6 separate regions of the Mus musculus genome follow, and all the other regions are linked to region 1. The links are chromatin contacts, called in public HiChIP or PLAC-seq and promoter capture Hi-C maps. All regions are on one chromosome and are shown on one strand. The core of a region is the stretch at or near the end of the contact, and the rest is flanking DNA. Distances in the headings are between cores, read along the strand shown. Region 1 holds the start of Cgrrf1 (cell growth regulator with ring finger domain 1). Region 2 has its middle 240 kb from the start of Gm34499. Region 3 holds the start of Ktn1 (kinectin 1). Region 4 overlaps Atg14 (autophagy related 14). Region 5 overlaps Fbxo34 (F-box protein 34). Region 6 holds the start of Dlgap5 (DLG associated protein 5).

Evidence for each region. Promoter capture Hi-C pulls out the DNA fragments that hold promoters and counts their contacts. HiChIP or PLAC-seq counts read pairs in DNA pulled down with a chosen protein or histone mark.
Region 2: a contact with region 1 is called in a promoter capture Hi-C map of liver, with 2.2 times the contacts expected there. The contact joins the enhancer-like site here to the promoter of Cgrrf1 in region 1. A contact is called at or near these places in 7 of 39 promoter capture datasets (the 3T3-L1 cell line, 3T3-L1-derived adipocytes, hippocampal neurons and 2 more) and 1 of 115 datasets of contacts at active chromatin or transcription factors (astrocytes).
Region 3: a contact with region 1 is called in a promoter capture Hi-C map of pre-B cells, with 4 times the contacts expected there. The contact joins the promoter of Ktn1 here to the promoter of Cgrrf1 in region 1. A contact is called at or near these places in 5 of 39 promoter capture datasets (the C10 cell line, hippocampal neurons, liver and 1 more), 1 of 484 Hi-C or Micro-C datasets (CD4 T cells), 1 of 115 datasets of contacts at active chromatin or transcription factors (memory CD8 T cells) and 2 of 9 other capture datasets (liver and macrophages).
Region 4: a contact with region 1 is called in an H3K27ac HiChIP or PLAC-seq map of microglia, with 5 times the contacts expected there. The contact joins the enhancer-like site here to the promoter of Cgrrf1 in region 1. A contact is called at or near these places in 2 of 39 promoter capture datasets (the 3T3-L1 cell line and liver) and 1 of 115 datasets of contacts at active chromatin or transcription factors (microglia).
Region 5: a promoter capture Hi-C map of liver shows a contact between it and region 1, with 2.2 times the contacts expected there. The contact joins the enhancer-like site here to the promoter of Cgrrf1 in region 1. A contact is called at or near these places in 2 of 39 promoter capture datasets (the C10 cell line and liver), 2 of 115 datasets of contacts at active chromatin or transcription factors (bone marrow-derived macrophages and memory CD8 T cells) and 3 of 9 other capture datasets (adipose tissue, liver and pancreatic islet).
Region 6: a promoter capture Hi-C map of pre-B cells shows a contact between it and region 1, with 4 times the contacts expected there. The contact joins the promoter of Dlgap5 here to the promoter of Cgrrf1 in region 1. A contact is called at or near these places in 8 of 39 promoter capture datasets (the 3T3-L1 cell line, the C10 cell line, the HPC-7 cell line and 4 more), 2 of 484 Hi-C or Micro-C datasets (B cells and CD4 T cells), 3 of 115 datasets of contacts at active chromatin or transcription factors (bone marrow-derived macrophages, effector CD8 T cells and large pre-B cells) and 3 of 9 other capture datasets (adipose tissue, liver and macrophages).

The regions. Positions count from the first base shown.
Region 1 is chr14:46,830,131-46,835,068 of GRCm38.p6, reverse strand. Cgrrf1 (cell growth regulator with ring finger domain 1) reads right to left here and starts at 2,935. Exons shown (of 6, transcript NM_026832.4): 1 at 2,690-2,935. The coding sequence starts at 2,793.
Region 2 is chr14:45,981,106-45,986,043 of GRCm38.p6, reverse strand. No RefSeq gene overlaps it. Among named protein-coding and RNA genes, the nearest start is that of Gm34499, 240 kb to the left of the region's middle. Within about 2 kb of position 2,388, at least 21 of the 459 cell types and tissues checked have an H3K27ac peak or open chromatin away from gene starts, as enhancers often do. A contact at or near this core is called in liver, where this site is marked.
Region 3 is chr14:47,647,268-47,652,205 of GRCm38.p6, reverse strand. Ktn1 (kinectin 1) reads right to left here and starts at 2,895. Exons shown (of 39, transcript NM_001347527.1): 1 at 2,767-2,895.
Region 4 is chr14:47,539,713-47,544,650 of GRCm38.p6, reverse strand. Atg14 (autophagy related 14) reads left to right here. Exons shown (of 10, transcript NM_172599.4): 10 at 1,508-3,758. The coding sequence ends at 1,814. Among named protein-coding and RNA genes, the nearest start is that of Atg14, 26 kb to the left of the region's middle. Within about 2 kb of position 2,855, at least 44 of the 459 cell types and tissues checked have an H3K27ac peak or open chromatin away from gene starts, as enhancers often do. A contact at or near this core is called in microglia, where this site is marked.
Region 5 is chr14:47,502,074-47,507,011 of GRCm38.p6, reverse strand. The region is part of intron 1 of Fbxo34 (F-box protein 34); the gene reads right to left. Gm35166 (a long non-coding RNA gene) reads left to right here. Exons shown (of 2, transcript XR_383410.3): 2 at 3,688-4,068. Among named protein-coding and RNA genes, the nearest start is that of Gm35166, 3.7 kb to the left of the region's middle. Within about 2 kb of position 2,246, at least 12 of the 459 cell types and tissues checked have an H3K27ac peak or open chromatin away from gene starts, as enhancers often do. A contact at or near this core is called in adipose tissue and liver, where this site is marked.
Region 6 is chr14:47,415,618-47,420,555 of GRCm38.p6, reverse strand. It overlaps Dlgap5 (DLG associated protein 5), which reads left to right and starts at 2,149. Exons shown (of 19, transcript NM_144553.2): 1 at 2,149-2,447; 2 at 3,985-4,220. The coding sequence starts at 3,986. It also overlaps the pseudogene Gm8353.

The sequences.
Region 1 (4,938 bases), core at 1,686-4,185:
AGTTATTAACTAGCACTGAAGATGTGACTCAGTGGTAGAGTGCTTGCCTAGAGTGGGAGACTCTGCCACAAGCTATCATCCCTAAGACAAAGTAACAGAACAAAGAAAAATGTGGAGTTGGGACACTATGCAGCTGCGACTCCAATATAATGAAATGAGGCTGATCTAGGAGACTTGAAAATTATAAACTGGGACCAGAGTTGCTGCCAGGGTGAAGCACTATTGCTACAGGAAGACATACAAGAAAAGCAAGTAAACAGAAGCAGTGTGCCCCGAGGCCTGTGTAAACTTCAGTCTGTATCCTTTCTTAGTGAAGCATTATGGTAGACATCTAACAAAGGAGAAATACGGTTTTCTGTCCCAGACTCACTAACAGAGTATACAGGGGGGTGCAGTAAGGCTGACGGACAATCCCTCACTGAACTGTGATGCCAGGGTGACAGGGAATCGCTGCCAAGTTGATATTCTGGATTATTTGAGTAAGGTATTTGAGAGTATTCGACAGACGGGTGCTGCTGGGACTCACAGAAGCCACTATGGAGGCTAGAAGACAGTTATGTCCTGTTGTGTGATTTCTTTTTCCTTTTCTTGGCTATTGTTACTGGGGTCTAATAGCCAGCTGTTCCTGCTCTTTCAGCAATGCTCACCAACACAGGTAGATGCAGCACAGTGGAGAGAAGCAAGAAACAAGGACCCAGCGCGTGACGTGAGAACAGATAACCAATAGAGATTACATTGCAGATATGACCGATACACAATGACAAGGACGAAAAGTGTAGCAAGTTGACTAGCTCACTCCTGTTGCCTTGGTTGGGATATTAGAAAGATGTCTGTAAGATTAACATGGTGACCAAGTTATCATCATTTCTAGCAGGTGAATCCGGCCTTGGTTTAGTTTGCAAATAACAATATAAAAAGCTTATCTACGTAGGTGAAGCTAAGCCGGGTGGGAAGAATGGTTGGTTAGGTTCACCATGACTTGTTAGGTTCAAATAAGGACAGAGGTGACTGGTGCTTACTGACGAGGTCTTGCAGCCTCATCAGTGCTCAGCCCAGACTTCAAGAAATAACACAATAGAAACTTGCAACACTTGTAAACCTCCTACTGACACAGGTAGTAAACAATCATTATAGATTCAAATCAAGCCTTAAACGTGGCGTGAACCTGTGTTTGTCTGACTCCAAAGTCTGTCTCCCTGTCTCTCCTTGTCTCTGTCTCTCTCTGTCTTCCCCCCCCCCCACACACACACACCCGTCTTCCTTTTACCCTTAGATGCCACATTACGTGCAATATGAATTTTATCCACTTCCCCCAGTGGCCTATTTAACAAGGCATATAGTGCAATTATCAACTAGATAATTTCCTTAGAGAGGAAAGTTAGGTTGAAGAGAGTAATACCAGTGTTGTAGTTCTTTAAAAACTGTGTATTAAGACTACTTTTTTTTTAAAGTGGTAAACACTAATTCTAATTACAAACTTCCTTGACGTAAATGACAGCAATTAAAACCTGAAAGGTTAATAGTAAATAACACGGAGTGATCCACGTATGGTGGCACACCCCTATATTCCCAGCACTTGGGATGCTGAAACAGGACTGCAATCATACTATGCTACAGGGAAACCACCTGTCTTAAAGAGAAAACAACTTAAGACTGGACTTCATCTTATCTTGTCCACAACATGGGAGTTTTACGCTGTAACTCGGGGTCAAGTGGAAATATTAACATGTTCTTTTTTTCCAAAAGGAGATCCTATTATCAGAAACGGACCGGGACCTGTTAAAGTCTTTAAAGTAACGATGAATATGTAATCAAGTGGTATTTTTGAGCTTGATTTACAAAGCCCGCTTCAGTCTCAAACCTGTTTGCTTTGTTCTTCTTGCAAATGCATTCCCGTTCTCACATAGTTTTCAGAGAACTCGTTCCCCAACTGTAACAGCTCATGTCCTTTTCTGTACGGTCCACTTCCAGCCATGGTTCTTGCTCATTTAGAGCCACTGTTCAATACATTTGGGTTCACCATCTTTTCAAGGGGCTATGAAAGCTGCAGTCTAGAGAGCAACCGCTGTAGGCTAGTCCCGTGGTTTCAACCAGCTGTGTTTTATAAGCCTAAACATGATAAAACTGCATCTCCTCAAGAGGGATACCGGAGACTCAACACTGAAAGAATTGTTCCTGGGTTATGTAACTCTCCTAGAAGCAAAATGCCTCCACCCCACAGAATAACTTATTCCTAAAATCTCGCTCCTTTCTAAAAACGTCTTATTAACTAAAGATCACTTCCAAAAAAATAGACTGCATCAAGAAGCCATTCAATTAGCAATCGGTAGATACAGAATTCGGGTAAAAGTTCCTCTGAAAGATCTGGGACCAAGCAAGGGTCAGTTCGGGTCATAAACAGCCAAGCTCCTTTGGGTCAGGTCTGCGCGCCTGCGGGGCCGGTGACCGGTCCCCGCTAGGCACAAAGTAGGCCGGGGCCCGGGACAAAGCCTTCGGGACACGCACTCTGACCCCCGCACCAGGACCAAGTTCTCCCCTGCGGTCCCATCCCACGGGGGCAGCAGCCTGGCCTGGGCCGAGTGTGTTCGGTGGCGGTGACCGCTCTCCCGGAGTCACCCGAACCCTCTGCGCGGACCCCACACCGGGCCGGCGGTCCCCGCGCCCTCCACTCCCAGCCCTGGACACTCACCATCCTAATACCAGGCCGGTGGTGACGATGAAGCAGGTGAAGACCACCGCTATGTAGAAGAGCGGCGAGTATTCATAGAGCGTTACCAGGAACACTGCGGCCATCGGGGTCTCCTGGGCTCAGCCCAGCCCAGCCCGGCTGGCCCGGACCCGAGCCGGTATGGCGCCCCGGAGCGGACAAACTTTGTAGGTCCTCACTCGCCCAGGCTTCTGGGCAGCTGACAGCCGCGGCCACTGGAGACGGAATGCCAATCACAAGGTTGATAGCAGGTATGCCACGCCCCTCCCTCGTCTGGTCCCGACTACTGGCTACGTAACAGGGAGGGACCAGCTCCGCCCTGCCCTGCGCCCAGGATTGGTGGCCTGAGAGAATTCCGCCAGCCGGGCTCTGTTCTCAAATTCCTAACTGACATCTGGGGCCAAAATTTAAGTTAATGCAGATCCTCAGATACACGAGGTATCCTGGAAACCCTGCAAACCCTAGACAAATTTGGGAATGGGACAAGGGCCGGCATCGGCGCGACGGAATGGTCTACGAAAGGAATGGTCTCGATTTGCGGATTGTCGCGGAAAACCCGAAAAGAGGTCACTACCGCGAGCGATTTTTTGTAACCTTATCAACCTTTGCAAAGTAAGTTTATTCAAAGGAAAATCGGCATACGTACTCCCTCGGCCCTCTTTTTTCTTCTCCAATTAGAATTAGCCAGATCTTTGAAGGTTTTAGTAACTAATTTTTGTTTGTTTATTAGGAGATCTTAGTACAGGAAGTAGCTTAATGTCTGCTTCCTTTCCTCACTCTTGTCATCAGTGCCTCAAAGAAGCCTCCCGGAAGTTTCTCCTAAAACCACTTTTATATTTCTTTTACTTAAGCCCTAATGTGATCCCTAGTTACAGCATAAACAGGAGAAACACCTCCCATCACAAATCCGATCCTGTTACTGAGGAAGAAGGGGAGAGTGGACATTAGGACGCTTAAGGAAAGGTTTCATGCCATGCTCTCAAGTCACCAGGAAATGTGTGCTTCAAAAAGAAGAGTTAGCTTCGTCCAGTGACCTTGACCAAATAGCCTTGTGTTTTCTGGAGTACTGCTATTTAAGCTTGTTTCTATGTAAATTTTCTCATTAGTAGATATTGAATTGTAAAAGTATGTTTATTTAAGCTATGCTTGGTTGTTGGAATGTTTTTTACTACCACATCAAGCACTGCAGTGAGTATCCATAAAGCTAATTTACTTACTTAGGCTAAATCATGGAGGTAGGACTTTATGTATATTTAATTTTTTTTAGAGACTAGAGTCTAGAAATACTGTGTTAGATGCAATCACACCATTGCAGGTAGCCAATCTGAAGGCAATTTTATTACAGTAAAACGAAAAGGGATGTTTATCGTGAAACAAAAACATAAGTTGCAGGTAAAGTAACATTAAATACATAGGAATGACTTTGTCCCCACTCAACCCCCACTGAACCTACAGTAAAGAGATGTAAGATGTAAGCCAACAAGATGGCTAAAGGCACTTGCTACCAGGCCTGACAACCTAACTGGAACCTTCTGGAACCACGTGGTAAAAGGAGAATACAGTTGTCTTCAGACCTCTGCAAGCATGGGCCATAGTAAATATAATGTAATGAAAGAAAAGTAAACATTTCCCAAAGTGTAAAGAAGAGAGGAAGCAAGAAAAGAAAAAAAATAAATAAAGTAATGCTTTGGAAGATACAAATCAGAAAAGAACAATTCACCAATCCAGACACGAGAGCCAGCTCCAAATCAGAAATAAAGGAACGGGAAGCCAGCCTAGCTTATCCTGAGGAACTCTCTAAACAAACAGGAGCGGAGATTTAGCTCAAGTCTTTACCATTTCCTGCTTGGATTTACTACAGCCACTGAAATATGTGTCTAACACAGGACCTGTCCTGTGTACTCTGCACACACAGTGTCCCTTACTGCAGGACCTCTCCTGTGTACTCTGCACACAGTGTCCCTCTCTGCAGGATCTCTCCTGTGTATTCTGCACACACGGTGACCCTCTCTGCAGGACCTGTCCTGTGTACTCTGCACACAGTGTCCCTCACTGCAGGATCTCTCCTGTGTACTCTGCACACAGTGTCCCTCTCTGCAGGACCTCTCCTGTGTACTCTGCACACAGTGTCCCTCACTGCAGGACCTGTCCTGTGTATTCTGCACACACGGTGACCCTCTCTGCAGGACCTGTCCTGTGTATTCTGCACACACGGTGACTCTCTCCTCCAC
Region 2 (4,938 bases), core at 1,139-3,638, 850 kb after region 1:
TCAACTGAGATTACTCCATTTAAGCTATTATTATTTTTAGTAATTCCTTGAGGTTACCTCTATAGATACGTTTTAATAAATTCTTTACTTTGAACTCCATATTTATGAAAAATCACCCTTTCAACTGAAGTAGAACTAATTCTTACCAGCGTAGTATCCCCACATATGCTCATTCTTCTATCTCTCTTTAGAAACAGGGAAAACAAAGGCTTGGAGTTCTGTGACTCATTCAGATGAGCAGCCCAGTGACAAAGCACGGACTCCAACCCAGTCCTCTTACTCTGACTTGATTTTCTTTCCCCTCGACGTCTTCCTCAAACACTAAACATCCAGCACCAGCCTCTACCAGCTTCTCTTCATCGTATAATACAGAAGAAACTAAGCCAAGTGACAGTAGGTCTCTATCTATGGGGATGTGTGGAAGAGCAGACATGGATGCAGGCTCACCATTATTCATCCATAGACAGCGGCCTCAGGTAAGGGCTGCCACTGAAATGATCCGTTTGAGGAAAGCACTGGATGGGCAGGGCAGATTTGATCCAGGTTGCAGGACCCAGAAATGCTTTGAAATGTGTCATCTAAGCATGGGTATGGACAGGTTCAGAAGGTAGCTTGGTGTTGATTCTAGGAGAGTATTCTTTTGTTTGTTTTCCTTTCTGTCAATGTAGTTGTTTATCAGAATGTAGTCTACAACTGGCAAGAGGTCTCAGTGGGTAGACATGCCTGCTGCCAAGCCTGAGTTCCATCGCCAGGAACCACATGGTGGGAGGAGAGAACCAACTCTCATAAGCTGCCTTCTGACCCCCCCACACACACACATGCACACACACAACCTAGCACACGTGCACACATACACACACATACACTGTAAAATACTGTAGATTACATACACTTAGAAAGTTACTTCAGATTTAACAAGCCTTCAAACATCAAATGCATTGTATCAGCCCTCTGCCTAGGTGATTTTTGTGAATAAATCTGTGTCAACAGAATGTATTCATTTTATTTTAGCGCATTAAGGGAAGCATGGTTTATTTGTGTGGATCAGACAGTTGAAGACTGCCGTAGACCCGTGGCTGGCAGTGGTGGAATTGCGACTGAAGACCCTTTCCTCTGCACGGCCACCCCAAGATGTCTTTACAAGTTTACTACTTTAAAATCCTTTTTATATGCATGGATCAAGCTGGAAGGAGGATAAATGCAAGGTCATGAACTTTCAGAATGCTCCTGCACAACCAGTGTCGACCCGAGAGCTACAGCTGCCACACACTGGGGATCCACTCGCCAGCTGCTATCGAAACTATGATCGCCAGGCTGATGCTATCAGGCAGCGCCCCACAGATAGGATCGACAGGGCATGCGCACACGCTCCTGTCTTTGGGGAGAAAACTAGAAACACCTGGATCGTGTTAGCTCACTTCTGCCCTTCTGCAGCTGGCTTTTATGCTTTTCCTCTCTTAAGGAGTTGACAATCTGGGAAAATCTTGATATTCAGCCAAGAAGACAAGAGCCTTTCATTTTGAGCACAGACATTTCTCTGTGTCCTGGCAAAGCAATAGGGAGAGTGAGATGGAAATTATTCCTTATGGTGTAAAAATAAAAATGTGGACAATTAAAAAAAAAAAAAAAGAAAAAGGTCTTCAGAGAGCACGCAGTGGATGCGGTGCTTGCCATGTGCTGTGACGACCTGGTTCAAGTTTTCAGCACTCACAAAACGTAGGCGCCGTGGCACACTCCGCAGTCCTATGGGGAGACGGGATGAGAAGCAGAGATGGAAGCTTGCAGGCCAGCTAGCCTGGCACGAAGAGAGAAAACCAACAGGAGATCCTGTCTGAAACAAGTTGGGATGTAAGCACTGGCACCCAAGGGTGTCCTCACCTGTCCACCTTCATATATACAAAAGTGCGCATGCATATATAAACACACACACACATATACACTCACACACACACACACATGCACACACACACATACACACTACACGCATACACACACACACATACTCACAGACACACACACACACACACACACACACACTCCTAAACCATCATTTTCAAATAACAAACATTTCTCCTTTTATTCTTCTTCCTCTCTCTTCCTCCACCCCACCCCCACCCAGACCCCTTTGGTCTTTTGAGCCAGTCTCACTACAAAGCCCAGGCTGGTCCTTAATTCACTGATAGACCAGGCTGCCCTCAAACTTGCAGTGATCCTCCTGTCTCTGTCTTACAGGCACGTGTCACGGAGCCTAGCTTATGACTGTATTTCATAATAGCTTTGGTAAGTGGTGCCCAGTAAATTTGAGTGAGCACTGTGCCCTGCCCAGGGCTGTCTGCTGTGTGGGCCCATAGCTGGGCCTCCTCTCCGTGACTCCCCAGCCTCTCTCAATGGAACACTTGAAAGTCTCACTCCAAGCAGAGGGCAGGAGGCCAGGGGTGGAGTGGCCCCGCTTACTCTGTAGTACACTACTTTTTTCTGGTTGAAAAACTTCTGATGTCAAATTAGTCATCAATTTAGGTATTTTTTTCCATGAGCCTGCACCCTGGATTTCTGGATATAACTCATGGATGTGAAATAATCAAAGCAGAGTACGAGCCAGAGTTTCCACAACACAAACAAAGCCAGAAGAGTTTAGAACAAAGTCCACACTAACCAAATACCACTGCCCTACCCAGGCTGGGAGCCGAGAGCAACCACACTGTAAAGCAGAACACGAGGCCCCTGCCCCATGAAGATGAAGAGTCAGAGGGAGTGTGAAGCAAGGACTCTTAGGCTTTTGATGATCAGGAACAGGCCCAGGTTTGTCCCTGGGTTGGTTGTGAACTTCCAGCAGCCATTGTCTTACTCGTTCTTCACCCAGCCACAGAGAGAAGCCAAATCCACTTGCTGCCGCTGTCTGAGCCGCTTGGCCAAACTGTTACAAAATATGCAAAATAGCAAATGTGGGGAGGGAAAGTAGCGTACATACATTCATTTCCCATCGATTCTAGCTCAGTACTGGTGGGCAACTAAAGATGTAGAGCTAGATGTGTCTCTTATTCATAGGTCTTTTGGAGGACTGAGGCTGTAGCTCAGCAGTAGAGCACTTTCCTAGAATGCAGAACGCACTGAGAAAGCAAACGCATTTGTGAAGTTCCTTTCCACACAGGCAATCAGGTGGGCTGTACACTGGATCTACCCAGCAGTGTATTTTAATCATTTTGCCACACTTACAAGTTGCTTTTGATTAGTCAGTGGCCAATTCATGAAGGACAGGCTCCGTGCTGCACCTCATTCTTGCAGTGGTTCAAAAGTTTCCTCTATCACTCCTGACCTTCCATCCTTCAGTTCCACCCAGACTCTAACTCTGACTTGTCTCCTCTGGGCCATTGTGCAGGTGGCCCTTTGACTTTATTGGCAGCATTCCTGGGTGCTGCTTTGAAAACTCTGTCCTGTCTGAGATCCGATGGAGTAGAATCATACTCTGATTTCTCTACCTCAGGGCACCAGTATGGAAGTTTCTTCTACTCCCTCCCCAGTCGTAATATTCAGGACCCAAACTGCAACCCTGGTCTGGGAAAGTCCTGGTTCCTATGGAGATGGGGTGTGGAGTATGAGGCCTGCTGTTACACCATGGTAGAGAGGCTTGCTGCCTTATAAGAGTGTCACCCCACACCATGGGATTAAGCAGAAAGATTACTTTCCCTCCCTGTGATGGTTAGAAGAAATAAAGAGACAACTAGTGAATAATTACAAAATATGCAAAACAGCAAATGTGGGGAGGGAAAGTAGCGTCAGGCAACTGTTGCTTTTTCATTTGTGTCTGTGTGTATGCACGTGTATTCATGTGTGTATATGAATACGCATATATGCATGTACATGTGTATGCATGTGGATATACATGTGTCATATGCTTGTTTACATGCATGTGTGTATACATGTGGATGTATGTGTGTGTGCACATGTGCATTTTGTGTGTGCATGCATATGCACACATGTGTGTGAGTGCTTGCACATGTGACCTCGCGTGGTGGCCAGAGGCTGACATTGGGAATCTCCCTCCACCTTGTTTTACAGAGGCAGGTCTCTCATTGAACCTGGATTTCTCCAACTTACTCAATTGGCTGGCCAGTGAGCCCAGCGATCTGCCTGTCTGTGTCAGAGACACACTCTGCCAGCCTCTTATATGGGGAGCTAGGATGTGAACTCAGGTCCTCATGTCTGTGCAGCAAGCACCTTTTCCAGAGAGCCAATTGCAGAGCTGTCTGTTGTCCCTCTTAGAAGACACTTCAAATGCCCTCTCCTTCCATGAGACAATGTATGGAATATGAATACCCTCAACATTTCAGGTCATTCTGAGTGAGATCATTGCTGGGACCAGGAAACAAAGCCATTATGGAAGCACACCGCTCATGAATTTGCTTAGCACATGAGAAGTGTTCAAGTGTAACCCGCACTCTTGGCGGTGGAAATAGAAAGCAGAATAGCCACTGTGGAGGTTTCTCAAGACTAAAAGTAGCTGAGCCAGCCATGCCTGGTATATGCAGCTGAGTATGCCACAGAGATACCTGTGAGTCAATGCTTACTACGGCACTGTTCACGAAATCCAGGGAACCAGCAGAGATGCCCATCAATGTGTGAATAGTTAGTGTTGTATGCATATATAATTGAGTATCATTTAGCTATAAAAATAAAATTATGTATGCAGGAAAATGGTTGGGACTGAAGATCATTAAAATAAAATAATGCCAACTCAGAGTAGTATCACATTTTCTCACAATCAAGTATTATATATTATATATTATATATTATATATATTTAAGTATTAGGACTTGAAAGTAGAAAGGACCCTTTGGAAAGAGGAGAGGAGGAGAAAACAGGAGAGGAAAATGGCTAGGAAAGGATCCAAGTCCATTATAGACACTCATGAAAGAGTCACAATGACACCCATTGCCATGT
Region 3 (4,938 bases), core at 1,646-4,145, 820 kb before region 1:
AGCATACATTCCAAGTCTGTCCATTTTCCTGCAAATGTTTTTACATCATTTTTCTTTAGAGGTGAATAGTACTCTTTTACAGAGAGACCTAATTTTCATTATGCACTTACCCACTAACAGACAACTAGGTTGATTCCAACTCTTTGCTATAGTGAATGAACATGGGATACAAATAATCTCCATGGTAGAGACCGGACCCTTTCTTTTAAAGGGGGTAGGAGGAAATCATTTCAAGGCTAAAGCTCACAACCCTTTTTATTTTTACTTTGGTCTGTCCGAGATCCACCTGCTCTGCCCTTGGGAGTGATCAAAGACACTATCATGACAAACAGCATTTTTTTTTTAACTGAAAAGGCTTAAAAGCAATTTAAGGCTGTCAGCACCAATTCATGCACTTGACAAACACTTGTAAATTATTACTTTTCTCTTCTAGACTTTAGTGATGGCTTAAGTTACTCAAACTCTGGTTCCTGGCACCTAAAGTTTCCCCCTAAGTTTCTATTTATAGGAACCATATCCTTCATAATCTTAAACCAATTTTCCCCAGCTGCTAACAAATACATCGTATCTTTTTCATCAGAACACCCCAGACTCTGTCCCTTAGAACTGGAGCAGCAATGATGGGGGATGCAGTCCATTTATACATGAGAGGTCACTGCGACTTCTGGACAGTTACTTCTGGTCTCTAGGGATACTCTGGATTTGCCTTCAGAGACCTTTAAAACCACATGCGTAAGAGGTTACTTTCAAACACCTGAACATTTGTACCTCCCCCGCCCCCACCTCCTGCCATTCCTTATTACACATGAGGTCAGATTCCTAAAGCAAACTCTCCTGGAACCACTGAGTTTACTAATTTTTATTTTTTACAAAGTATTGAAAAAATCTTTTTAATTAAAAATTTGGCCATTAAAAAAAAAGCATAGTAGGCATACAAACAAAAATACATATTCGAGGGCTAGAGGTGTCAAAAGTATATATGGCATGCTCAAGTTTCTGGCTGACCCCAGTGAGTCCCTCCCTGGAAAAACGATACATCCTCCAAAGAGTTCAAGTAAAATTCCAGCTAAAGACTGACTGACGGTCAATCTTACCATGCGTCCTCTAGAAGCTGAGCCTCAGAACAAGCCCTTTACTTGTTAGGTCTTTATCAAAATCTAACAAAAGATCAAAACCTACAAACTAGCAAGCCTGTACACTGCTCGGGGGGTGAGGGGTTTGTGTGGATTTTGCTTATTAGATTTGTTTAGGGGGAAACTATATCAGAGAAAGAGGCTGCTAATACTTAGGGAGGTCATAGAAATATACCAATAAAATAAAACAAACCAACGGCTTTCCATAATGCTGACAATGAATCAAGAAAGGATTATATACTGGGTATCCTTTGTGATATTAAAGTGTTTAATACACTTGAGGAATTTTCCCGATATATTTGAGTGTGTGTCTCAGTAATGTAGAACACCTTATTCTCTAATGCACCTGATAATTAAGACATGTATGTCTACTGAGGGCTACAAAATTCAGAGACGTTTCTAACTCAGGGTTGGCATGGGGAAAGAACCTACATAATTAAGCCTAGCTATTTCGTGTAAGGTCTCTAAAAGAAAGGTGGAATGGGAAAGAGGCTTATTTACCAAGCAACACATCAGATATGAAAGGCTACCGCGGCACATACAGAACACAGGTCAGCCGGAATGCCCCAGGGCAGCATGGACAGATTATCTCAGGTCTCATCACCAAATGCTTTTACCCACACCAGAGCCACTGCTGCCAGTGCTTGCGGGTGAGGGGAGAAAACAAGTGCAACCTAATTCAGGCAAAAAAAAAAAAAAAAAGTTAAATCACCCCTAAGTCACCTGCTACACAACTCAATGTCTAGTTCACCTTTGGGGAGCTCCTCTTTACCTGGGTGTGGAGCTGTCAATTTCTCAGAACACTCCAAAACTTTGAACTATTCTATTCGGCCCGCAGCTTCTGAAGCTATGCTAATCCACATAGCTGCTAAGGAATCCACTTCTAGCAGTGGCCCTGCTGTTAGAATCCGGGTTTCCGCCTCCTCCCAGAAGGACCCGAAGACACTAAACAGCGCACTTTTTGACCTAAACCGAGAGGCAGCCGGACAAAGAAGAGAACGCTGCTTCCCAAGCCCCGGTCTCGGATGGCCGAACTCTGCTCCCTTACGCCAAAAGCGGCCAGATCCGGGACACCCCAAATTCTATTGTTGGACACCAAGGCGGACACACCCCTGGGAGAGAGGGAGAACTTCGCAGGATTTCCCCTAACTCCCAGGACCGGGTGGTGGGAGGGGCGGCGCTCCGGGACAAGCGAGGGGAGAGCCGCTCCAGCATGGCGCACGCGTGGCCCAGCCCGAGCCCAGGGCGCCCGAGGCGAGGCGAGGCGCTCCCTCTGGTCACCCTCATCAGAGCCTTAATCCGCCAGCCCGCCCTGGGGCCTGCGAGCCCAGCTAAAAATAGGCTCCTCGGTCACCCCGCGGCCCTGGCGGATCGACCTCGCCCTCAGAGGAGATGGCCGGGGAGCTCCGGCCACTCGCGGACCTGGGATCGGACCTTGCAGCCACGGGGAGATCGCCGAGCCAGAACCCTGGAGCCCGAACCCGCAGGCGGATCCTCGGAGCGGGCCGGCGGCGGCGCGGCCTGGGCGGACGCTGCACACTGCGACCTCCGTGCGAGGCCTACCCCGCGAGCGCAGCCCCCCGCCCTGCGCCCCGCGCCCGCGCGCCCTGGAGTCCCCGGCCCTGCTCCTCACCCTGCGCAGCCGGGTACCAGGCCGGGACGATGCAGCGGCGCGAGCTCTACCTCCTGGTCAGCGCGCTCCCAGGCCCCGCCGCAGTAGCTCAGGTGCCGTCGCGCCGCCCCGCAGGAAACGGGCGGCTTCGGGGCGGGGCGGCTCCGCACGTCCGGGCGTCGCGGCCAGAGGGGCCCGGAGACCGGCCCCTTAAAGGGACAGGTCCGCGCAGCCGGCGGCCTCCAGATGCCCCGCGCTGGGCTGCAGAGACGTCACCCTCCGCCTGGAAGTCCCTGCGGAATCCCTTCATCCATTCAACCCTACTCTGCCTCCCCCAGTCGGCCTTGGTCTCACGTGACCCTCGCACAAAAGTACCACTTGGCCCCCGACACGGGTTGATTCCTTTTAACCGTACTCCAAGTTGCTAGACATACACACACACACACACACACACACACACACACACACACACACACACACACACACACACGGCTGGGATTTCTCCTCCGAAATCCGCAAAACGAGGAATTTATAGAGCCGACCTAAATAAGTTGTGTGCAAATATTGTAAGGCTGCAATGCTTGCTGGCTGCTGGCCATTCCTTAAGCAAGGTTAAATAACTAGAAACTGCAGCGCTAAGAGGGGTTGACCAGAATCTCTGCGTCTCTCTGCTCTTTGCTGCGAGGATGGAAGCTTTTTCTCCGGTGTTGCTTTTTAGTGTTTTATTATTATTATTATTATTATTATTATTATTATTATTATCTCAGACAACGCCAGTCACTGCCCTGAACATATCTACAACATACTCTAAACTCTCCTCAAAAGTTACCAAATGATTGGCACGCTTCTAGAGTGTGGGGTAGAGAAATAGAATCAGACTCACCATTACCATTACCCAGGAGCAATCCTTAATGATTGGAGCATCAGATAAGTCTCAACATTAACAACAGAGAATGTCCTCATCATAGGCTAGTTACAAGAATGCTGCGCATCTGTCTGCGTTCGAATGATTTCCGCCCAAGCTTTCAGAGCTCTTCAAAGCAGAAATGAAAGCTGAAGCGTTTGTAGCAACAGCCTGATGAGGTATTGAGAATTCCACCAGTGTCCAATCACCACTTCTCAAGGAGCTTGCTCTTTTCCTTTCTCATGAGTATTATTCAGCACTCACCAGCTCCAAGGCCAGCAAAACACTGTTTCTGAGCTGCTGTCTCTTGAACCTGTAAGTGCCAGAAGATTTGGCTTTGTTGGGAAGTGAGGCCATTAGTAGCTTAATACAAAGTGTAACTGTATCATTTCTGTAATGGAATGTAAAGGTTCTTGAATAGCTTACAAACAACTCTGTAATTGCGCCCCCTCCACCCACAAAAAAGTTTCCAGTTAGATTTTTTTTTCTGACATTAGGAAAAGGACACCATCATTTGCATACAAATGATACATAGGTTCCTTCGTAAGTTACATAGTAGCATGGTCTTTAGGGAAGCAATCCTCCAAACGTCTTACTTCTTATAGTCGATACAGAAGTATAAATGCGCCAGCCACTTCTATTCGGATGAACTTTGACTTCTCAAAGGGGAACAGCTGGATGCTTCCTTCCTATAAGCTTTCTAATTGCTCACATCAAAACAAAAAGATGTACTAGATATGTTACAGGTGGCAAGCCCTATTGGTATTTAAGACTAATCCTCTAAGTTTTGAAGTATAGTAAAATGTAACATAATTAACTATAGTTAACACACATAATTAACCTAAGTTATAATTAACTGTGACTGCTGCTCACTACTCACCGATGTCATGTCCATGTCGCTGAAACCCACAACTAACTTGCTAAAAGGAATTAGCACTCCCCATCTGAGTTATCTCTTAAAACAATCAGAAATTAAACCTTATTGAAAACTATAAGGTATAATGTAGCTACCGAAAGACTATTTCTCCCCTCCCCCCTGCGCCCCCCCCCCCCCCCCGGACAAAAAGCACAGTTTACTGCTTTTAGCTTGTACCAGTTTTCTTCTTAACGGATTTTGGGGAAGATTTGAAGGCATGCAATATATTGATAGATGAAGAGGCGCCTGCCCATTCCTGTTTTGACCATGTAGGCTTCCCAGAATTGGGGAGTTCTGTAGAGATCAGAGTAGCATCTGAGTAAGAGATTGTATCTCACTCAGCCAGCTCAGGGAAGGCAGAGATAAGCATTGA
Region 4 (4,938 bases), core at 1,606-4,105, 710 kb before region 1:
AAAACCAGTGAGGTGTTACAGGGCGTGTAGTTCTAGAGTGGCCTGTTGGTGCGGATGAAGAGTAGTTTTGACGAACTGAGGCCTGAAGTCTGTTATCTGAGGCCTGAAGTCTGTTATCGTTCTCTCAGCTAAGACAAGGCCAGCAAGAACTTCAGCAGATGGGCAGACAAACCGATTCCAAGGGCAGAGGGAGAGTAAGAAGGGCTGGCCCCTTTCCAAACTGTGGATATGAAGTTAATTTTAAAAAAAGATATTTTGGGGGTGGGGTCAGCAAGAAGGTTTATTAGATAAAGGGACTTGCCACCAACCTTGTTGACCTTAGTTCTCCCTGCCACACATGTAAAAGGAGAGAAATGACTCCCACAAATTGTTCTAGGACTTCCACATGCTTGCTATTGCATTCCCACCCCAATAACACAAATAGACAAACAAACAAGCACACCAGTGTTTGTTTAATCTCAGAATTTAAGAAACCCAGGCAAAAGGATTGTGACTAAGGTCAGCCTGGGGCCACTTAGTAAGCTCATCTCAAGGACCACACCCTATATATCTTTATATTTATAGACCCTTCATATAAACATATAAACAGTATGCATACCATAGAAAAGAGAGCTGGGTCTTGAAGCAGATGATGTGCCCGCAGATGTGTTTCAGCTGAGTCACATGATGATGCTCAACAGGGTTTCCCTAGTTGGCTTTCAAGGGAGGGAAAAGTTGTCCTCGTGCTGTATCCTATATATAAAAACAAGTTCCACATATAAAAGATCCTGTTTAAAATACTACATAAAAAACCTAATAGGAAAGACTATTTTATACTCATAGGGTAGGGAAAGAAATTTTAACCAAGCCCTAAACTCAAAACTAAGTAAAACAGAGGAGCCACACATTACTGTGCAGGGACTCACTCTCTTTAGTAAGAAAGGCCTCACACCTTAAAGAGACAATGATAAACAGGTTTGCAACATCTACAGTAGAGAAAATAAAAATCTAGAGTCAGTCTTTCAATCAGTAATGGAAAAGAAACCTAGTAAAAAGATAGACAAGGGAGTCAGATTTCTCAATCATGAATAAAGACATGGGGCTAGGGGCAGAGCTCAGTGGGCTAAGGGGCTCTTTGTGCAAGCACAGGATCTCAAATTCAGTTTCCCGAATCCATGGAAAAAGCCAGGTGAATGAGGTGGCCACATCTGTAGTGAGATGGAAGGCCAGACAGGAGAATCACCCATCTTGCCTGGTGTGCACAAGTTCTAAAAAAAAAAGTAGGTGAGAAATTCCTGAAAGCTGTCCTGCGGCCTCCACATGCATGCCTGCTCCCTTCTGCTCATTGACTGCTATTCATGCACACACTCACATGCACACACTCGCACCTTCGCACACACATTCACGCAGAAGGAAATGCAGCAAGGTGAGTCTCTTTCCTCTTTCATATCCAATAAATGTCAAACTCAAAGAACTGTGGGGGTGGGAGAACGGTGGTGTCTTACGAAGCCCCTCTGTCTGCACACAGGTCAGGACCCTTTGAAGTTCGAGCAGACCTCGAGGAGTCCATGGAATTTGTGGACCCTGGAGTTGCTGGAGAATCAGACGCGAGTGGAGATGAGCGTGTAAGCGATGAGGAGACTGACCTGGGCACAGACTGGGAGAACCTGCCAAGCCCCCGATTCTGTGACATCCCTTCCCAGCCGGTGGAAGTGTCCCAGAGCCAGAGCACCCAGGTGTCCCCACCCATTGCCAGCAGCAGCGCTGGTGGGATGATCTCCTCCGCTGCGGCCTCGGTGACCTCTTGGTTCAAAGCTTACACTGGACACCGCTAACGAGTTGGGACCAAAAATGCTGATTTTGTGTCTCAGAGTCTTTCCCACTGCACTCTCATAACCTTGTCTGTGTAGTTGCGATAGAGCTTGGAAGCTATCGCCAGGACAAGATTAGTGTCAGGGCCTGAGCTCGGGGCTCCTGGGCCCAGGTCCTCAGTATGCTGGTTCCTGGGTGCAGAGTCTCCCTGACACTAAGTCCTAGGCTTTGATCAGATCACAAAGAAGTGTTTCTTGGTAATGAGGAATGAAAGACAAAGGCTGAGTTTGTTTTTCTGTCATCCTCTTGAGAGACCAGCCAGCAGGCCAGCAGCAGTTTGGCCTCATCCGGGAGAGGTGGTTGTCTGGGGAAGGAGGAAATGAAAGCTTATTGCTTATTGCTTATTGTCAGTCATTGTGCGTCACATTCCTGATTTCCTACTACACACCAAAGAAACCAAATTCTTTATTTCTGTAGACCCATATCTGCGAATGGGGAGTCTGCTGGGATGGTTAGATGTCTAAACAGTTCTCTTGTATTCTGAAGGGAGATAAGTCATTGGGATTGTCTGTACTACACTCACTTCCTCCATCATTCCCTGGATGGGCTAAATGCTACCCGAGCGTTGGCTGAACACTTACGTGGTCACTCGCTTGCTGTCCGGTTTCTTCCTTGGTGGTGGTGGTGGGGTTAACTAGTAGCAGGTGTTTCCAGGGAACTCTTCCTTCTTGTTCCTGAGGTCTTCTTGTCCCTGGGGTCTCTGAGACTGAAGACAGCACCTTATGCAGAGTGTAGCGCGGAGCAGCTGTCCCAGGAAATGCTCAGCTATCAAGGGATTTCCTCAGAGGTCATTCTAATGACAATCTTATAGAAAGCTATAAAAAGAGAGGCATTATGTTCAAGTCATAAGGAGTTCTTTTTTTATTTTTAGTAACTTCAAAAAGGAAGTTCTGTGTAACAGACTCCTGCAGTCCTGTGAGAAAGCACCCCCCTCCCCTGGCCTTGTCACCATATCCTCCTGTTGTGACTGGTGTGATGGTACCTCAGCCAGGTCCTTCAGCAGTCTGCCACGCCCTGGCTTCTGTTGACTCACACTGTGGTTGGTACTTTGCCTGCAGATTGAGGTGCTGTGGCGCTTTGGCAGTTATTAGAAGTGTAGGAAGGACTTCATCCTGCCCAGGTTCCCCACGTTCCCAAGCTCTAGATACCCAGCTGTGGAGCAGGCGGCTGGAGTCTGTTCTGTGCTCAGCTCTGCGACTGCTGGGCTCGTGTTTTACCACCTACTTCTAGGACTTACAGACTGAGTGCGCTGGGAGGAAGCTACAGAAAGTGCAGAGGCCACCAACTACCGCCTACAGCAATTTAACCACAGTTGCAGAAAGCACAGGGCTGGGTGGCCTTGTTTTATTTCATATCAATCAGAGGCACTTTTGTCATCGTCCCTCACAGTAAGTGACCAGCACGGACTGCCTAGGCTGCTCAAGTCCTTGGGGTTTTGTTATTTTGCACTGGATCCACCTGTTGTAAATAGTCTTAAATACACATTTCAACCACTGTTTGGTTCCTACACTCTTTGCTGCTCATTAAAACTTTTTGTGTAGGTGTCAGAACCGTACACAAACAGCTTTCTAGAAAAAAAAAAATGAAGCTGGTGTTTTGTTTTTTTTTTTTAAACCGAAAGCCATAGAAGTTGATCATGTTTTCCATTTAAAAATGATTTCTTGGAACAAGGTAATACTAATAGACACTCAGAGGCACCACATGGGCTGCTTTACATGGTCTTACGTAGAACCAAGAAATGTAACTTACCATGGTATGGGGGTCAGCATTGGGTGGGGTTCAGGTGTGCATTGGGAAAGCTGCAACGTCAGAACCCCCTTGCTGCGACTGAAACTTCCAGGTCAGGTTGATCACACAGATGTTTTCTAAACCTTTGTTGTATTACTGCAATAAATCCTTTAACAGTACTTGGCTGTGTGTGTCTGTCCCCCAGTTCCTATTTAGTTCTGCTGCTACATTGATGGTAGCAGCAAAAGTGCAAGCTAACCTGGAGTACTTCATAGAAATTAAAGGATACATTTTAAAGAATGTTTTGCTAGGTAAGAAATTTTTTTTAGCCGGGCGGTGGTGGCTCATGCCTTTAATCCCAGCACTCGGGAGGCAGAGGCAGGGGGATTTCTTAGTTCGTGGCCAGCCTGGTCTACAAAGTGAGTTCCAGGACAGCCAGGACTATACAGAGAAACCCTGTCTCTAAAAAACCAAAAGAAGAAAAAGAAAGTTGTTTTTAAAATGACTGGTTATTTGCTTTAATGATGATGGCTCAACTTTGGCAAACAATAGTTGCTTATGACTTGTGGGTTTCATTCTCTGTTCTTGATCTGGAAAGGAATGAGCCTCTGAGACGGGGCCTGCTCTCGCTTTTGCAGTGCAAGAGGAAATGTCAGAGGCATTTCCCAGGCCTCGAGGAGTCGGCAAGCTCTCAAGAATCCTTTTTGTAACTAATCTCTCCGACAGGCAGCAGTAGCTTCCAGGTGATATGGAGGAGCTGGCTAGAGGTGGAGAGGGCCAGTGACGGGTCACCCCTGTGGCCTGTAGGAAGGACACTGAAGGTTACTCATGCCCATCCGTTGCTTTACCTGGGATGGAAAGCTCTTCAGAGAGAATGTCGGCTTCATCTTCCTACACAGCAACCAGAAGCAAGTTACCACGCAGTGTACAAATGCAAGGGGAGACTTCTTTTTTTGTTGTTGTTGTTGTTGTTTTTCGAGACAGGGTTTCTCTGTGTAGCCCTGGCTGTCCTGGAACTCACTTTGTAGACCAGGCTGGCCTCGAACTCAGAAATCCTCCTGCCTCTGCCTCCCAAGTGCTAGGATTAAAGGCGAGTGCCATCACGCCCAGCAAGGGGAAACTTCTCATCCAGTTACATTTGTCTGGGGCAGGGAGTGAACAGTGGGAAGAAAAGGACTACTTCCCGGTGGGTGGGGGTGGGGGCGCTTCCGAAAAGGAAGTCTGAACCTAGGCATGATATATGAGCACTCAAGCATCTGGTGAGAAAATAGCCTGGAAAAGATTAAGTGAATTTTTTAATAAACACAAAACCTATCAGGGTAACAGTTTTAAAAAAAAAATTTTGTGCATATATGTGTG
Region 5 (4,938 bases), core at 997-3,496, 670 kb before region 1:
GTAAACTGCTGAGCCATCTTGACAAGTCTACTTTGTCTACTTCATATTTGGTTTTTCTCAAAGATGAATAAAAACAAGATTACAGCATTAGCAAGTTGACCCAAATGAAAACTATTTTAGTGAATCATAGAGATATTTTTAATGGTTCAACCCACACTGGTTTCTTTTTCGTTGCTATGTTCCCATTTTATGTGACCATCTGCATAGCAACAGTACTTCAGCTTTAACAGAAGTTTTAACAAAACCATGACTGTGCATTAAGAACTTTCTCACCGTAGAGCTTTAAGGACTTTTGAGACTTAGAGACTAGGTCTCAGTATGTCACCTTGGGCAGACTCAAACATGATCTTCCTGCCTAAGTTCCAGAACAGCCAGCCCTACACAGGGTTCCTTATCTAGGGAAGAAAAGAAAAAAGTGTCTACTGCGAACCTGTGAACAGAGACCCCAAGCTGGCACATTCCTGCCATCCTGACTGTTGGAAGTGCTCTGTGAAAGCAACTGGGAGCAGGCTCAGGCTCTCCCACCATGGCTACCCACATTACCTCTAAGGCTAACAGAAGAGCTTGCTAAGGGGTCTGCTCAACTACACGCTGTCCTAGCCACAAGGCCCAGGGCCTGGAGAAGCTTTTCAAACCTGCAGTAATGGCAGTGATGGACTGTTTCCTGGTATGCACAAGGTTCCAAGCTCAATCCTCACTCCAGCAAAAGTAAAATAAGAAAAGCCCGGTATAGGTCTCTCTAGACCATGTTTTCAAAGGTCCCTCGTTATTTATAGATTCTGTATTTCAAATTCACATAGGCAATGCCAAGGCAAATGCAGGCCAGTTTCATAACCAAGAATATCCCACTTTTTCACTGAAGGAAATCTGATGAACACAATTCAAGGTGATTTTTCACATGGAGAAAGTTCTGGAGGAGGTCCTTCCAGACACCACAGATGATGGTCTTGAACATACGCTTGTAAAGAAACTTGGACCAATCCTCTTGCCCACCCCTTCCTTCCAAAAAGAGAAGCATTTCTGAGGAAAGCACTGGGAATTACAAGGTCTGAAAACAGCAATTAGCCATGTCTAGTCTGACCTAGATTTCATCACATCAGCTAGGGGTAAGAACAACAACAACAACAATAACAAAAACCTCTCGCCTGCAAAAGACAATAGTGTCAGAAGACTGAAAAGAGGAACAGAGACTGTAAAAACCTAGCAACTGGATACTCTTATAAGTAGATCTTTACTGTAGTTACTGAAGGGACAATGGGTCCCATAGACTCAAGTATTTGAATGCTCGTTTTCCTGGTTGGTTAAACTGTTTGGGAAGGTTTAGGAGGCGCGGCCTTGCTGGAGGAAGTGTGTTACTGGAGGGCTTTCTCTCTCTGCCTCTGTTCAGAGTGGTGGCTCTAGTGCCATGCCTGTTTGCTGGCTGCCATGTTCCCACCATGATGGATTCGCCCTCTGAAACTGTAAGCAGGCCCCCAGTTAAATGTCCTTTCTTAAAAGTTGCCTTTGTCATGGTGTCTCCTTACAGCAACAGAACAGAAACTAAAACCACCACCATTCCTCACAATGTTGAATGCCCACTTTCACCTGGGTCCATGTGGAATCCACATGTACGGTGTTGCAAGGGACTCTGAGGTATCTACTCACGTTAGTTACAATAGTTATTGTCTCAAACCACAAACATCTTCTGAAAAATTAAACCATGTGTGTGAAACATAGGTATTTAGCTCAGTGGTAACCTAACACGCAAGACCCTGGGTTCAATATTCAGCACAGAAACAAACAACCAAAACAAAACCAAAAAAGAGGTAAGATGTACTCCTTAATAGAGGAATCTAAGAATTTAATTGACCCAGAAGTTTACACCCTCATTCCTTCTCACCTCCTTTCCTTTTCATATGTTTTGAGACTGAGTGCCAAGCTTGTTTTAATCTGTAATGATCGTTCTGCCTCTGTCTCTGAAGTTCTGTTTCCATTTTAAATCATCACCTTGTTTCCCATGGCATTTCTTCACTGGTCATGCATGGATCTGTCAGTAAAAACAAGGCAGGAGAATGTGCAGTAGTGGAATATGACATGGCCTGCCTGCTCTGAAGTGAAGGGCACTGGCCGTCTTAGCAGGCCATTCCCATGATGCCTAAGACCCAAACTCTCACTAGAGTAAAGCAGTTAACTGCCTACCAGAGTGGATGTGAGTGACTGGGTCACTCGAGCCAGCCACTGACGGACAACTGGAATCGCTAAGGAATTAGCAACAGTGAGATATCACGGTTCCAGCTCTTCTGAAGAGCAAACAGTGTGCTCTGACACTGCTTCCTCTTCCCACATACTCATAAGCAAACAAGCAACCACAGGTCATTCAGTTTTCCAAAAAGCCCTCGACTGCAACTGCTGGGGGCCGATCTTCTCTGCCCCTGGGTGGGTTATGAGCTTGGCCTCAGCATGCTGATAAACCTCATACGATAGATATTGCATCAAGAATGGTTTCTCTCCAGTTATTGGGGCATCGGCTCATCCCGGGACTTGAGCAAGAGTCTCCCCAGAAACAGGGGTCTTTCACAACCACTACAGATACACTTCAAGAAAGTGAAAAATTCCCCTCCACAATAAGCAAAGTCTTTTCCTGACTTGCAAACCAATTGGAGGTTGGCCAGGCTTATTTCGAAATCCCTTTAATAGCTGAAGTCATTTACCTATTTTATCAAGAATTTCTGGAAACAAAAACATGAGGTAAAGGACTCGGATGCTGAAGAACACTGAGTTAGCTGTAAGGTAAACATCAGAGAACATCATCCCAAAGCCACAGAAACAGGAAGTCAAGGACAAGAGCTGCTTCAGTGATTAAGCGCTAGCCTGACAAGTGTGAGGACCAGATGCCCAGCCCTCAGTTAGGGAATGCCAGGCAGGCTGGCCAGCTGCCTGTAATCTCAGCACTTGGGAGGCAGAGACACACAGACTCCTGGGCAAGCTGGATGGCTAGGCTAGCCAGAATTGGTGAGCTCTAGGTTCAAAGAGAGATCCTGCATCAATAACTAGAAGGTGATGAAAGATAATATGAACATATGTGTGTTCACACACATACACACACCTAACAATTCAAACAAACAGGTAGCAGGAGAAGGCTAAAATGGAATGGCCAACATCTTCCTGAGACATTATCCGATTTCTCTCTCTTTTGTCACAGTATACTTATCTGCCCTTCCCCCTTCCCCCCCTTGCAATACGCTGTGGGTCCTCTGAGAGCGTTACAACAGATGGTTCTCTGGACTTCAGAGGTGATGAGAGGTAACGCTGCAGAGCTGGGCATGCTGACATGCTAAATAAAACTTAAAACTATAAAAGCAATCTCAAAACCAGGGTCTCTAACTTGCTTCCATCTCTGGAGTTCCTAATCTGACTAAAGTTCTTCCATAAGGAATGGCAGTCCTAAGTTCTCCTCCCTATAACCTGGAGAACAGGAAAGAGTGACTTTCAGGAAAAGATGGCTGGGATAACACTATGTCCAGAGCTCAGATGAACTTTGCCCCTGACTGTTATTGTCTGTTCTTGGTGGCTATTAATCTTCCCTTAAAACCATTTACTCAAAATACTCAAAAACTGCATGTATCCTCAGCTTCCAGTGTCCCTAGGAAGAATATACAAAAATGTGCATGCCTTTTCTCTTGCTAATCTATTGTGGTTTGTCACCAGAACTCAATTTTGGAGCCTTCAGAGAGGAAGAGAAGTTCCTCTAACACCTGCACAGTGATCAAGTACAGAGACCCTGGCCCAGGATATACAGTAAAGTGGTAAACACCCAACAAACGTGTGTCTCTGCAGCGTGTGCTGACTCAGTGGTGCAAGCGTCTTACTGAAGTGTCCCAAGCTATCGAATGTTACTTATTACTCAGGCCAAAGTTAACAAACTCACAAGCACATGCATCGCCAAGGAAAGCAGAGGAGGAGAAGAGGCGCCGTGTGACTGGAGCTGCAGACTGTTGGGAGCACCGTGTGGGTGCTGGGGATTGGGCTTGGGTCCTCAGGTCTCTTAACTGCTAAGCCATCTTTCCATTAAATGTTTCTTTCATATGAGCTGCCTTTAACATATCATTGACCGTAGCTCCATCTACCAATGCTCTTCTTAAAAGGCTAACAGTCACTTTGAGGGAAATGGGAAGTCACTAGGGAATTCAATCACAGAAAAAAAAAAAAAAAAAGTAAGACACCTCCAAACGAAATCTGGCAGGTTACCCAACAGTGGAACTTAACATTAGCTGTTAAGTCCTATTTGCATATTTAGAGCTTTCCTATCCAATTCCACCATGAAACAAGAAATCAAGAATTTAGACATCTCTAAACCGGTTGTGGTGGCACACGCCTTTAATCCCAGCACTCAGAAGGCAGAGGCAGGTAGATTTCTGAGTTCGAGGCCAGCCTGGTCTACAGAGTGAGTTCCAGGACAGCAGGGCTACACAGAGAAACCCTGTCTCAAAAAAAAAAAAAAAAAAAGAGTTTAGATGTCTCCAGAATAAAGATAAAATAAGGAGACAAGGGAAGTGGGGCAGGACTCTAATGTGAGCACTTGGGAGGCAGAGGCAGGAGGGTCTTAGATCATCACCAGCCTCTGCAGCACAACAGCCACCATGGAAGGAAAAGAAGGCAAGATGGGAGGGAGATCTACCAGAAGAGTCGAGCACAAGAATCTCATGACCGCAAATGTAACAAGAGTGGAGGGAAAGGAGAGAAAGAAACTACATCCTCAATAGTAAAAATAAAAACACTGTATGATATGTTCAGAAAATCCAGTGACCTGTGTTCAAAATAAAACTAAGAGAAACTGAAAAAAAGAAGGAAAGCCACCAACAAAATGATTAGGCCACAGTTCCCTGATGACAGGCTCCCTCAGCGCCAGTGCCCTCAGTACTATCCGACAGAAACATTTCACACACTGAGGCTGAAGAA
Region 6 (4,938 bases), core at 900-3,399, 590 kb before region 1:
AGCCCCTTGTCCTGGGGTCTGAAACCACACCTCTGGGTCTACTGACACATGGAGCTTGGTCCTGAGGAGGAGCTCAGATCAGAGCTTCCTCTGCCAAGTTCCTATCTTACAGGTATTATATTCCAAGTCACACAGATGGATTTTAAGTTACACAAAATGTTTCCACTTGCGTTCCTAACAGTTTTGTTTTGATTGAGATAGGATCTCACTGTCCCGAACTCTCTGTCTAGCAGGCTGGCGTAGACCACAAACTCCAGACTGATGGGATTAAATTCATATACAGTATAGTCTCCGCATTTTCCTTTTTTTAAGCTTACTTATTGAATGTTTTAAGGTTTATTTTGGTTTTTCGGAGTAACTGCCGAGATGGCCGAAGTGGAGCAGCAGAAGAAGTGGACCTTCTGCAAGTTCACCTACGGTGGCGGTGGCGTGGACCTCGATATGACCTATGAGCAGCTGATGCAGTTGTACAGCACCCGCCAGAGGCGGCGCCTGAACCTTGGCCTGCGGCGGAAGCAGAACTAACTGCTCAAGCCCTTGAGAAAGGCCAAGAAGGAGGCGCCACCTATGGAGAAGCCCGAGGTGGTGAAGACAAACCTGAGGGGACATGATCATCCTGCCCAAAATGGTGGGCAGCATGGTGGGCGTGTACAATGGCAAGACCTTCAACTAGGTGGAGCTCAAACCAGAGATGATAGGCCACTACCTGGGCGAGTTCTCCATCACCTACAAACCTGTGAAGCACGGCCGCCGCCCGGGATCGGTGCCACCCACTCCTCCCGATTCACTCCCCTCAAGTAGCCGAGGCCAATAGAGACTCAGTTTTGGGTCCCTGGGTGGTGGTGGTGGGTTAAGATTTATTTTGTTTTCTGCCTATGAGTGTTTTGCCCACAGAGGTCAGAATGTGATGGATCTTTTAGAACTGGAGTTACAGAGAGTTGTGAGCCACCACGTGGGTGCCTGGGTTTTCTGCCAGGGCAAGAAAGTGCTCTCAACTGCCAAGCAACTCTCCAGCCCCCAGTCTCAGCTATTTTAAAACAACAGTGAAACCCAAACAGGAACCACATTGTCACACACTGTTACTACGTCTTAAGGTGTCTTTTAACACCTTACAAGAACAGGTTTGTTTCCTGCAAACCATGTTTTTCAACCTATGCTGAACTTGTGACCCCATGATGTACGCCCACCCCTTTGCCTTGTTAAGTTCCTGAACACCTGTGATGACTCCCCTTCCACATGCTGTGTTCTTGCATTTATCTACCCCATAGGTAGCCTTGAACCCCGAGTGGCTCACTCTCCCGCTGGCCCAGATGCTAAAGGCACTAAGAGTCAGTTATCTCCAACGGCTCTTTTTTTTTTTTTTTTTTTTTTTTTTTTAGCAACCCTGACCCATTCCCATAAAAAGAACCTCAAAAGCCAGTGAGGGGCTGCTCTCTGAAATCTCCACTTTGGGAGACCGCAGCTGGCTGGCCAGTTTGCTTTAATCAGATATAGCTTGCTTTAATCAGCCACTCGCGAAATTGGTGTTTCTTTCCCCCATCAGATCTAACATAACCATGAATATTATGTCAGTTACCTATCTTCATCTTTCTCTTTGTATGTCCCAGAGGTCTCAGTGCTGCTATAGAGCTGCAGGCAGCTGGTCCTCTTTCCCAAGATGTTGGCAGGGAAAAAGCAAAAGCCAAACTTACAAACTCTTTCCTAATTTATCTTCCCGGTGTCTACTGGATACCGATCAGTCTACAAACACATGGTCAGCACAGCTGTCCTGGCCCAGGCGTTTTTGTTTTCTTGATATCTCATGGGATGTGTGCCTTCGTTTATGTGTCTGTTAGAAATCTCAGTTGATTTCTAAGGCAGACGTTAATTTTGCCTTAGAAAAGAAGGAGAAATGGAATAAATGATCTCGTTTAACTTAAAACCTTTGCCTTTTTTTAGCGTGGATGCTCAGCCCGTAATCCCAGCAGCACTCAGTGACAGGCAGGAGCATCTCGGTGAGTTCGAGGCCAGCCTTGTCTACATAGTGAGTTCCCAGACATAGTGAGACCTTGTCTTAAAAACCAAAACAAACAAACAAACAAACAAACACGTTTAAAAGGAAAGAAGAAAACCGGCCTGAAGAGCCAACAAGTGCGGCCCGCCCCACTGAGTTTATAGTGTGTCGCTGCCACGCCTAGCGGGTTTACCGCCTCCCTCCTCCCCCTCGCCCTCCCGCTCCCAACCCTTTGCCTTCCAAACAATTTAAATGTCGCACAGAACCAACCTATCGCAAGCCTCGTTCGAGGGGAAGGGGCGGGAGCTTCCGGAAGTGTTGGCAAAAGTCCCTCCAATCAGCGGCTGGCAGCGGGAAATTTCAGTTCCGTGAAGGGTCGGTCCGGGAGTTCCTTCTGCGGATCGGTGGAGTTTTCTGTGTTGCGACATTGTTGTGGATCCAGAAACTGCTTCAGGTAAGTGGGATCAAGAGTTCAAGGTCCTCCGTGGCTGCATACCAGCTCGAGAATGGCCTGGGACGAGACTGTCCCGAAAAAATTTAAAAATGGCCTAGGTGAGATGGCTCAACAGTTAGGAAGGAGCACTTGTTTGCAGAGTTAGCTTCCCAGCATCCCACGTAGGGCAGGTCACAAACTCCTTGTAGCTCCAGCGTCAAGAGGTCCGACACCCTCTACTGGACACCAGTATGCATCCACCCCAACACAGAAATAGACATACACATAAACAACAAGAAAAAAAACCTTTGGAAAAAATTGGCATGAAAAATGTAGATTATCCTAAAGCATTGACAGCGTATTAGAGATGAGACTCTACCCGACCTGTATGCTAGTAACCTCCCAAAATAGCCCACAAGTGTCAGTGGATTCTGCTTTTCCTGAAGACGCTGTCATTTCTCTCTAACCTGCTGTAAGTATTAGACGGAGAATCTTAAGATGAGTGCACAGGCAGGGGAGCTGACCTGAGAGGTCCACTTGACCATCACCATGACACAAGCCATTAGAGAAGAAGGACCTCAGTTGAGGAAATGACGACATGAGGTCCAGCTGTAAGGCATTTTCTCAGTTAATGATTAATGGGGAAGGGCCCAGCATCTTGTGGGTGGCAGCCATCCCTGGGCTGCAATCCTTGGTTCTGTAAGAAAGTGAAGCAAGCCAGTAAGAAGGGTCACTCTGTGGCCTCAGCACCAGCTCCTGCCTCCAGGTTCCAGCCTTGCTTGAGTTCCAGTCCTGACTTCCTTTGATGATGAATAGCAAAGTGGAAGTGTGAGCTGAATAAGCCCTTTCCTCCCCAACTTGCTTTTAGGTCATGGTGTTTTGTTGCAGCAATTGACACCCTGTCTAAGACAACCGTGTTAACAAGTTTTGCTTAAACTCTTTCTCTAGTAGTTGTGTTTGACACTTTCTCTCTTTTCCTTTTTTTCTTTTGGTGGGGAGAGGATTAAAACAAGGTTTCACATAGCTCCCACCAGCCTCCTTTGGAGCTGAGACCGACTGACCATGAGCAGGCCCTCTTGTTTTGGTTTTCCGACTGTGGTTGCACAGTATTTATCAGGCCAGCTTTAGCCAGGTGTTAAAGTCACAGGAGTGTGTTCATCACAGTAGGGTGATGCTGCGATGAAGGGTCTAGGTGGGTTTCAGACCTTACTTACTTCCTACTCATAACCCCCAAATAGGCCGTGGTATCTCATCTGTGATGACTTTTCTACTTTCATATCTACTCATATTTTTTCCATTGTGAGTTTTAATATTTTCATTTCAAGGAAGTGCAGAGTGGTGTAGGAGATAGATTGAAGTCTTGATCATTTTTATTAGTTTACTAATTTATCTCTTTGAGAGAATGTTTTACTCTTTAGCCCAGGCTATGCAAAGCTCACATGATTTGCTCGCTTGAGCCTTCTGCCTGCCACAGCCTGACCTGAGATTTTATTTTACTTTTTTTAAATAATAAAATGAAAATCCATTTATGTTGGTGTCTGTTTCTCCTCTTTGGCAGGATGCTGGTGTCACGTTTTGCCAGTCGGTTTCGGAAAGACTCGAGCACTGAGATGGTTAGAACCAACTTGGCTCATAGAAAGTCTCTGTCTCAGAAGGAGAACAGACACAGGGTGTATGAGCGAAACAGACACTTCGGTTTGAAGGACGTCAACATTCCACTGGAAGGGCGAGAGCTTGGTAATATACACGAGACATCGCAAGACCTCTCTCCAGAGAAGGCCAGCTCCAAAACAAGTAAGGAAGGGTCTTTTGTAACTGTAAGTACTTTTGAGACGCAAGGGGTCTGGAGAGATGGCTCAGCAGTTGAGAGTGTTCACTGTTCTTGCAGAGGACCTGGGGTCAGTTCCTAGCATGGTGGTTCGTCTGTAACTCAGGTTTCTGAGGATCCGACTTTGCCGGCTCCTGCATGGGTAAGGTGTGCATACATCCCCTTGGCACACCACATGCAGATAAATAGGAAAAGAGAAACCTGGGAGGGAATTTAAAGGGCTGAACTGATTAAAGGAAATTGTTCTAAATAACTCGCTGAGAACCTTTGAAATACAAAGATTTCACCAGTCGCCGAGAGAAAAGAGATCATTCTTAAACTTTGCCCGAAGTGGTTTGGGGCCACAAGGAAAGAAAGAACTGAGTAAACAGAATAGAATAGTCTCAGGAAAAGATCACAACCGTGAGAATAGTGTCTAGCTGGCCCAAGGAGTTAGAGGGTGGAGCTGAGGAGCGGCTTCCCTCTAACCGGGAGCCTGGGTTGGTTCTCTTTAGTTAGCAAGTATTAGAACTGAATGGCAGTAATACAGGATGACTGTGTTCTTAGGATTTTTTTTTCTTTTTACACTCATTGGAGGGGATGGTGCATGGGAGCACAGGTTCCCCGGTGAGCGTGTGGAGGTCTGGGGACAATTGGAGTGTCGCTCCCTCCACCATTATGTTGGCTCCAGCGATCAAACTCTTG